Linked DNA regions of Pan troglodytes: region 1 is linked to region 2. Evidence: chromatin contacts called from public HiChIP or PLAC-seq data. All regions are on one chromosome and are shown on one strand. Each heading gives the region's core, a stretch centred on a gene start, on an enhancer-like site or on the middle of the called end of the contact. The rest is flanking DNA. Distances are from core to core; before and after follow the strand shown. Region 1 has its middle 230 kb from the start of SMARCA2. Region 2 has its middle 200 kb from the start of VLDLR.

The links. HiChIP or PLAC-seq counts read pairs in DNA pulled down with a chosen protein or histone mark.
Region 1: an H3K4me3 HiChIP or PLAC-seq map of stem cell-derived excitatory neurons shows a contact between it and region 2, with 4 times the contacts expected there. The contact joins two enhancer-like sites. A contact is called at or near these places in 1 of 7 Hi-C or Micro-C datasets (stem cell-derived neural progenitor cells) and 1 of 1 datasets of contacts at active chromatin or transcription factors (stem cell-derived excitatory neurons).

Annotation. Positions count from the first base shown.
Region 1 is chr11:113,692,838-113,697,524 of NHGRI_mPanTro3-v2.0_pri, reverse strand. No RefSeq gene overlaps it. Among named protein-coding and RNA genes, the nearest start is that of SMARCA2, 230 kb to the left of the region's middle. Within about 2 kb of position 1,989, at least 23 of the 24 cell types and tissues checked have an H3K27ac peak or open chromatin away from gene starts, as enhancers often do. A contact at or near this core is called in stem cell-derived excitatory neurons, where this site is marked.
Region 2 is chr11:113,507,888-113,512,854 of NHGRI_mPanTro3-v2.0_pri, reverse strand. No RefSeq gene overlaps it. Among named protein-coding and RNA genes, the nearest start is that of VLDLR, 200 kb to the right of the region's middle. Within about 2 kb of position 1,319, at least 4 of the 24 cell types and tissues checked have an H3K27ac peak or open chromatin away from gene starts, as enhancers often do. A contact at or near this core is called in stem cell-derived excitatory neurons, where this site is marked.

The DNA of each region.
Region 1 (4,687 bases), core at 740-3,239, 180 kb before region 2:
AGGAACCCTGTCCTTAGGGTGTAGTTACGGGATAATTTGTTCAACCTCTTATATCCTGGGTCTCTCTATTGAAAATCCCATTTCCTGGAAGAGAGAATAGGATTGGCCTGGTCATATTCCCTATTGGTCACATGTCCTGATTTACCAGAGCCATGTGGAGTCAGAGAGGGGTCATTCTTCAAAGGCCAGGGAGTGAGAGGGAAGGAAGACTGTATGGATGAAAATAACCTCCAATCTGGACACTGTCAAAGCCAACAGACAGAAAACACCAAGATCCAAGAAGGCATGCAGGTAAGAAACACTGACAAAGCCAAGATTGTTCCCGAAGAATTCATCCCACAGAAGGGCAGCAGTTAACTTGCTGCATTCTGTTGACCTTTGGATTCCAGGACTGGAGTACATAACTAATGTAAAAGAGTGAACAATGACATATGGATGACATTCTTCCCACGGTGCCTTAACTCGCCATATTCCCTCTGTCTGGGAAATGTGTGCCAACCCCAAATGGTCACTCTGATCATCTCTCCTGTTCAGAAAACTAGACTTTGACCATCCTTTATGATCTCTTCTCTTGTGAACTTTATGGTGGTCAGAGTCACAGCAAAGTCGATTAAGAAAGGCCAAGAATCAGTGCTCCTGTTTGCTGGGACCAGGAGGCAGAGGACTAGCCTGTCATTCACAGGTCTTCTTTAGGGGAGGGGGCAGGGCTTGTAAATTGGGGAAGTGGGTGGGGTGGTGGGAAGCAGGAAATATTGCCAGGCCGGCAGGAATCCTGACCCTCTTGGTAACTCATCCTGTACCAAGCAACCAAGATAATTTTTTAAAGTACAGACTTGTGTGTGGAAATGTATCCTTCCCACAGCTCAACCTCAGCTTTGAAATGGTTCTCAACAGAAAGACACACAGGTAAACAGTAACTTTCTGAAGCACAATGAGTGGCCTCTGCTACAGAGACCAGTTTGGAGACTGCCACATAATACAATTTAAATTAAGCATGAGTATCTTTTTTTTTTTTTTTTTTGAGACAGAGTCTTGCTCTGTCACCCAGACTGGAGTGCAGTGGCACGATCTTGGCTCACTGCAACCTCCACCTCGCGGGTTCACACCATTCTCCTGCCTCAGCCTCCCAGGTAGCTGGGACTACAGGTGCATGCCACCACGCCCGGCTAATTTTTGTATTTTTAGTAGAGATGGGGTTTCGCCATGTTGGCCAGGCTGGTCTCGAACTCCTGACCTCAGGTGATCCACTCGCCTCTGCCTTCCAAAGTGCTGGGATTACAGGTGTGAGCCACCGCACCAGGCCGCATGAATATCTTTATTCATGAGCCTGGATCCCTAAGAATGAGGGTGCCTCTGACTATTCTTAATTCGTTCAGCGGTCACATTCATCGCACAACACCCAAAGACATATTTGGTCTGCAGTTCGCACCTACTCCTCTGGAGCTTTGAGCAGTTAATAACATTAGCTCGTTAGCATTAATTAAAAAGTATCTTATTACAGCAGGATCCAGAGTTACCACCTAGCCACTCTAAAAACCAGCGGTCGGCTTGACTTCTAGCAAAGCCTCTTTTATTGATGGCTTCTGTGGGTGTAGTTAACATCCGCCGTCCCCCGTCTGATCTCATTATTTCAAATCCTCGCATCCTGGCTGGCTTTGCCTTTTCTCTCTCTCCTCGATCCTCCCTTTACATAAATGCGATTGTTTCGTTGCTTCCTTCCTCGGAGCCGGGTTTTGTCCCGGCTTGGCTCGGTTTGCGTGTTTAAGAACGAGCGCCTAGGCCTCTGGGCGAGGGTCTAGAGCTCCCGCAGCCCTTCGCTGGGTGACCTCCTCCTGTCGGGGCCATTTGTCTTCAGGGCGTCTCTTTGAGGCTCTGAACAGGACGCTCCAAGTGGGGCCCGAGCGCTTGGCAGACAAGCCCCTGGATTGTTGCTAGAGACCCTCAGGTCGCTTTGGGGCGGAGCGCGCCTTTCAGGAATCCGGGAGCCTGGGATGCGCATGGCGAGGAGGGGGAAACGTGCTGGGGAGAAGGCAGGCCTTGATGTATGCCCTGGTGGACAAAAGCTGCTAGTGTCAGCTTGATTTGCACGATCAACATTCATGAGTTTCACCGCTTAGAAAGGGGGATTATCTGCAAACCGGAGACTGAATGGAAGCCATAAATAAGTGATTTCACACTACCAAGCAGGAGGAATATTCTACCTCCTAAATTATTCTGAACAGCATGTTTGGCCCCTTCCAGGTTCCCACCGCTCGCGAGCCCTCAGGGGTGGTGTGTGCAAACGGTGGACCTTTCGGCGCCTAAGAAACCGAGTGCTGAGCCCGGGAGCAGCGCCTGCTTTTCTTCCCAAGATCCACTCCGGGTTTTGCCTAGCGCTGCTCCGGGAACCCATTCCAGACGCGGGTAACGCCAGGCAACGTTTTCCTTCTCACCCGCCCACAGCCAGCCCCGAGCCGCCGGGGTTCCAGGCCCAACACAGCACAGATGCACGTTTCAAAATGTGCTCGAATATGCAGCCTGCATCAAAGGCGTTGGGAGGCTCTTTCATCCTCTCAGCTGCCTAAGAAGGGACATGCTCCCAGCTACCCTCATTTGTGGCTGGGTTTACTCTGAAATGAAAATGTACCTCTGGATGCAAAAAGAAAGGCTGGAAGGTTTTTTTCCCCTACTCCTTGCACCCGATTTCTCATTTTGCCTCGCCCTCACCCTCATCCTTTGTGTATGCCAGGCTGTGTTAACCCTATGAGAACCCCCGTGGCTTGCTCTTTTCTTTCTTCCTTACGGTTGTCATCCGGTTTGTAGCCTGACTTCTTCGGCCTGTCACGTACCCCTTCCTTTTCCTGGAAGTGGTTTTGTTGTAGGACAGCCACAGGTGGACGGCTGGACCTTACCCAGCTTTGAAGGGCGAGGACCGGGCGAAGGCAAAACCTGGGAAGGCTCTGGCTGCCCCCAGAGGACCGGGCGGAGCAACCACAGTCGCTGTGGTTATTACGTCCAGCCTCCTGGGACCTCCACTTAGCTTGGCTGTCACCCCGACCCCCGCCCGCACCTCCCCAGCTGCTGATCTCGGGGAGGCAGCCCTCCCTGAGGTGCTGAGGGCAGGACCCTGGCGAGCAGAAGTGAAGGGGTTAACAGCCATCTCCCTACTAGAATGGTGCCCTGATGTTTAATGGCAAATTACCCAGCAAGCACCTATTTTTAAAACTTTCACCCCTTTTCCTTGGGAACCCCCCACTGTTATGGAAAATTTAAGCCTTTAAAGAAAACACGTGTGAGTGTGTGTATGTGTGTGTTTGCGCGCGCATGAGCATGAGAGAGAGAGAGAAAGAGATAGTTGTCGAGGTAAGTTGAGAGATGGAGGGGAGGGGAAGGATTTCAGCATCATGACGTAGTATAGGAGGAAGCTTTGTCCCTGGAGGATTGATTTTGTGAGGGAGGGCAGAACCAGACGACAAGGGAAATTGAGATAATACGTCTGTACTCCGTAAAGGTGAGGGTCTACAACAGTCATCTAAGGCAGTGACAGACAAGGGTCCGCACACTGAAACCGCAGGGTGTCAACAAGGCACAGGAAAGAATGCAATGTAGGGCGCAGTTCTTTGGCTGGGCTAGGCGTGAAGCATTCGTGAGAAAGGTCTATACTATGAAGCCAGCTCACTGTAGACTTGGGACTCACTGATCAGCCTTGGCTCTCTGTGGAGACTCAGGTGTTTGCTAAATGAACATAAGATACTGCAGAGAAGGCTGCTAGTCTCCGAAGCTCATGGAAAGCGTTTCTTCCTGACCAACTGCAAAAGAGTAGATGTATACTGTGCTAACCTTTGTGAGGAAAAGGAAAAATGGGAGAAATACATGTACCTGCATATCTTTCAAAAAAATAGAAATATAGGAGGAATAAACCAGTAAAGAATGCAGTGAGATGAAGCAGGTCACCTAACAAGAAGGTGGGAAACAGGGTGGAAGGAATATGAGAGGGAGAAACACTTCTATGGTATAGCTCTTTGTATTATTTTTGATTTTTGGAAGTTTATTAATGTTCTATTTATTTAAAAGATTAAACCAAAAAGTATGGGAAGGGAGAAAAAACTAAAAACCAAACTGAAAAAAATAAACCCAACTGTATTTCAAATGAATAACCACACTGAAAGGGGGAAAAAATCCGAGTAGTTTATGAATACCCATTAGACCATATTCCATTAGACTTAGGTAGCGTGGGAGTCGGGAAGGACTTAAACACTAAACTCTTTTTACTGGGTTTGTTTTTGTAGCAGCATGGGCACAGAAGGATTCTGAAATGATTTTAGATATTTCCTGGTATTGAGCAAATCGGTAAACACATTGTTGTTGAGAGCCAGGGTTCTCACTGTGGAGAAGAAAGTTACAAATACAGAAAGAGAGAAGACACGGATGTAAGAAGAATGGATTGCAATTGGAGGTGTTGTTGTGGACTCATAATTTCTGAAATGTGTATATATGTGTATGTATTAATGTGATACATATATATATCTATCTATCTCCTGGCTTTGCCCACTGAAGCAGAAATCTTGGTAGCAGTGGCCATACCTAACAGCCACACCTTGCTTTTGAATGTAGTATTCTAACTAAGAGGAATAAGGGATCCTTAGAGAAAAAATGTTTCCAGGGCAGAGGCAGGAAATATGCAAGATAAACCTGGAACTGTTTTTTT
Region 2 (4,967 bases), core at 70-2,569:
CTGTTAATAGTCAAGTCAATACAGGCACCTGCTATCTCTGTTAAGCTAATGAGGCAAGAAAAAGGATGGGAAAGATGGCAGGTGAGATCAGTTCTTCATCCCCTGAGTCTCTGTGTTGTCCAGGCAACTTTCCTGCAACTGTAAATGGCAGTGTTTTGCTTTCCAGTGTTTCTTTCCTTTGTACTGTGTTAGCAGACTGCCATTCCTTTGGGAATGGCCCCTCTACTTTGTCTTTCAAAGAGTGTGCAGGATGAACTCGAGCAAACAGTCTTATGGCAATTGCAGACATCGCTACTCCATCAATTTCTATTGTTTTTGATTCAACCTGTTTTTGAAAAAGTGTGGAGTTGGAAACACAACTTGGTGTGTTGCACAAAGCAACAAACGGTTTTAGTGCCTGGGAAAAGGGAAGGCACAGGTTTCAAGACACATTTAAAGAACTTGGGGGGTGGTGGAAGGAGTAGGCCATTCTGAAACTCATACCTCTAGCTGAAAAATTCTAATCTAATGAGTCTATAAAGAAGCAAAAAAAGAGTTTGTGAAAATTGTAGCACTATGAATTCAAACAAACATTATTATGACTAAGTTTGCCTTATCAGGGGAATTGTTAAACTCAAGTCAAAGGACAGGGAAATAATACATAATCAACCAAATAGATTTTTTAAAGTGGATAGCTTAGAATACAGGATATCAGTGGAAGCAGAGACATTGCACCTTACTTATAGGAATACAGGAGAAAAATAACATTCATGCGCCAATGTGGGCTTGTTGCTAGTATGTTTTTTAAACAGCCCAACTTTCATGAAGTATTTAGGGAACATAACGAATTAAGTTTAGCAGTCAAATTCTTTCTCTCCGTGTGTGTGTGTGTGTGTGTGTGTGTGTGTGTGTGTGTGTGTGTGTGTGTGGCGGGGTGGGGAGCAGAATTATTCATTCTCTGAGCCTCAGTGTAGTCCTCTGAAAAGTGGGTGTGATTCAAAGAGAAAAAGCCATGAAGTACTGAGCACAGTGCCTGGCACTTCCTAGCCACTGCATTGGTATTAATTTAGGAAACTTGCCTACAAAGACCATGTCCTTTCTACTTCTTCAGTTCACCAGCTGAAGCACATCACACACCATTCCAGCTTCCTTTGTTTCCTTCTGGGTGGTGTTTCCTAGATCTTTGCCTCCCTTGTTTTTTGTTGCGGGCCAGGCACAAAGCCACCTGGCTCTGGATGGTGGAGACTTGGTTATTTTCCAGGCTGCTTTGAGGATTCCCCAGGAGGACTATGTCAGAGGTGCTAATGAGTCTCTGTTTAACCATGACTGTGCACTCCCCTGGCAATTGGGACAGAGAGAAACACCTTGCACAACAATTAGCTTTTCACAGCCATTAGCAATTTGCAGTCATTAGCACCATAGAAACACTGCAAATAACACCCAGGAAGCAAACACCACTGTAAGGCGGGCTCCTAAGCTGCATCAGCCCCTCAGCAAGGCAGGAGTCTGAGAGCCCTAAGGTCCCCTGTGCCCACTTACTCCAGCAAATGGGTTTTGTGATTCAAAGTGCCTCTGTTCCTTCCAGTCATATCTTTGAAAATGGCTCTATCAAGCCCATTATTTGTTTCAGTGGGACATAAATCTTTCAGAAGAAAAGTCCAGAAGATGTAGTGCATAATAAAGCGATTGTGAATTCCCTCAAGACCAAGAATCCTAAAGGAGTCTGGAAGGAGTGGTGTGAATAATTGAAATTTGAGCGGAGTGAAACTCCAATGCAATGCAATGATTTAGCTCCAAAGCTGTTCATGGCAGCATTGCTAAATACCAGAACCATCTATATCTCTAACGGTAGGGATTGGTTAAATAATTGTGCTATACCCATTGAACTGAACATAATGCAGCCTTTAAAAATAATATTCTGGAATTTACAGGCAGATTATATCAAAAGGTTATAAAACTTTATTAACATTATTTCTTTTTTATTGTAAAATATGATATGCACCTTCTAAAATAGTAGTGATGATTGTCTCTGTGTGCTGGGAAAGGAAATGGATAATTTTTAATTTTTAAATTTTGCTGTTCTATGTTATTCTTCTAAAACAAATACAGATGTATGTGTAATCCTTTTAATTAGAGGGATAAAGACAGCAGAGTGAGAAGGTAAGCCCTGTCTGGTGTAGTGAGTTTAACATACCTAAAATAATTTTAAGTAAATATTTTATTGAAGCATAACATATATACAGAAAAAAGACACCAATAATAAGGACAGTTTGATGATTTTTCATAAAGTGCATAAATCCAGATACAGAATGAATCTTAAATACCATGATGGTTATGCTTGTGGCTCCACAAATGTCTGCATGGTGAACAATTACAGTAGGAAGTCAGCTGCGTGTTGAGGAGTCAGTGATGCAAGTTCATCAATTGAAAGCTCATTATGGTAATTGCATTAGTCTGTTTTCACACTGCTACAAAGAAATACCCAAGACTGGGTAATTTATAAAAGAAAGAGGTTTAATTGACTCACAGTTCTTCATGGCTGAGGAGGCCTCAGGAGACTTGCAATCATGAGAGGAGGAGAAGCAGGCACATCTTACAGGGTGGCAGGAGACAGAAGAGAGAGCGTGTGAAGGAGAAACTGTCAAACACTTATAAAACCGTCAGCTCTCGTGAGAACTTACTCACTATCACGAGAACAGCATGGGAAAAGCTGCCCCCAGGATCCAATTACCTCCCACCAGGACCCTCAACACGTGGGGACTATAGGGATTAATTTTCGAGATGGGATTTCGGTAGGGACACAGAGCCAAACAATATCAGTAATGCTGGAAGGAAAGGTGGTAAATCTCCATTTTACAGGTGCAGAAACTGAGTCCCTGGGAGTAAGAGTAACTTGAATCCCATAACTGCTAAATGGAGGAGCTGAGATTTATTCCCAGTCAGGCTCTGGAATCAATGCATTCCCAAGAAGAAAAAATACAGCTGGGGCAACTAGAGAAGGCCAGGGCATCTCTAAAAGCTTGATGACCAGAGAGTAGGAGATAGGGAAGAGCTGTGTCAGGGAGGGCTGGAAGGCTTGTCTGTTAGGAAGGAAAGGCAGAAAATCAGTTCCTGGCAATTTCTACAAAAATCAGACCAGTGGGGGAAACTAATAATGCTAAGTCTGGTGCCTTTGTGCACTTATATTTCATGTGGACCTGAAAGGTGGCCTTGAGGCTGATGGAGCAGAGATGCAGAGCACAAGAGCTCTGACCTCCTTCAGAAGTCATGGTTAACTAAGAAGAATGGGGTCTAAATTATTTTTATTTTATTTTATTTTTTTGAGACAGAGTCTTGCTCTGTCACCCAGGCTGGAGTGCAATGGCACAATCTCAGCTCACTGCAAACCTTGCTCCCAGGCTCAAGCAATTCTTGTGCCTCAGCCTCCCGAGTAGCTGGGACTAGAGATGTGTGCAACCACATCTGGCTAATTTTTATATTTTAGTAGAGACGGGGTTTTGCCATGTTGGCCAGGCTGGCTGCTGACCTCAAGTGATCCACCCACTTCGGATTCCCATAGTGCGGGATTACAGGCGTGAGCCACCGTGCCCAGCCAGAAAGGGGGTTAATTTATGTTTTCTTTATATTTACTAATACATAGGGGAGAAAGGTAATACTCATAATCCTCCCACGTAGAAAAGTGGCCCCCCAAATCTTCACTGAATGATCAAACTTCTTTTCCTTTGAAATAGGTGTTCTGGGGGAACCATGCAGAGGGCACACTCTGGGCAAGGAGTGCCTCCGGAGAACACAGGATACATGTTAAGGACCTTAGGTGATGAGAGCAGAAAGTCACCTTCCAAAATGAACTCAGCTGGGGAGGGACCAAGCTTGGAAAGTTTTTATGGAAACCATTTCATCAAAGATATATATCTAGGAATTTTGTTATCTTAATTAACTCAGAGGTAGCACCATACTATGCTAAGAGGACTGGGTGTAAGACTTGTAATTACCTCTCTTTAGGCCGTTAACCCTATTTGGTTACTGTAAGCTTTTCAAGGATTGAGGCCGTGTGGTTGGTCATCTCTATATGCCCAATGCATAATAATGTGCCTGGTAGATAAGAGACATTAAACAAATGCTTACTGAATGCATAAAACATGTGTTCTAGATATTCTAGGCTAATGCCACTTTAAATAGTCCACTGATTATGTACACTCGTTTGAGTTCAGAAACATTGATCATCAGAGAGTTAGGTCTGAATGTGACTGATGGAATTTCCGGGAATTTCCAAGAGATACTTCTCAGCAGTAGCCACTATACCAGCCATTTTTCATATTCCTCAATCATTCATTCATTTTAGTAAAGGTAGAATCAGACAGAAATGAAGAATACTCCAGAAGTGAAGGAAGCGAGAAATTTATAGAACCTGAAATTGGTTCCTGGTCTTCATATTTCAGCAACTTCAGAATTTTTTTTAAATCCTCTAAGACCTTTTTAAACAGTCATTTATTGAAGTCTTACTAAGTAGCAGGCTTATACTCAGTGCTAAGAATACAAAAATCAGTAAGACAGAACACACAGATCTGAAAATAGATAAATTACAATCCAAGTTGGATAGTGTTTGTATTATGTAGGATGTCTTCAGTTGCAAGTAACAGAAAAGAAATAATGGCTAAAAAAAAGAAATTTTTAATCATCTCACAAATCATGAAAGACTAAAAGTAGATGGGTCCACATTGGTCCAGCAGTTCAATGATATCATAAAAAAAATCCAATGCTCTGTCTTTTCACTATTCTATCCTTTGTCCTTGGCCTATTGCCTCATGGTCACAGAATCGTTGCTGTAGCTCCAAGTAACATGTTTGCACACAGTTGCATTTAAGTCAGGCAGGAAGGAACTTACTGTTTCTCTTTATAGCAGGAAACAAAAATCTTCTGAGATAAGCTGACCAGTAGACTTTTTCTTTGGTCTCATTGGTTAGAACTGGGTCACTTGCCCATTCCCA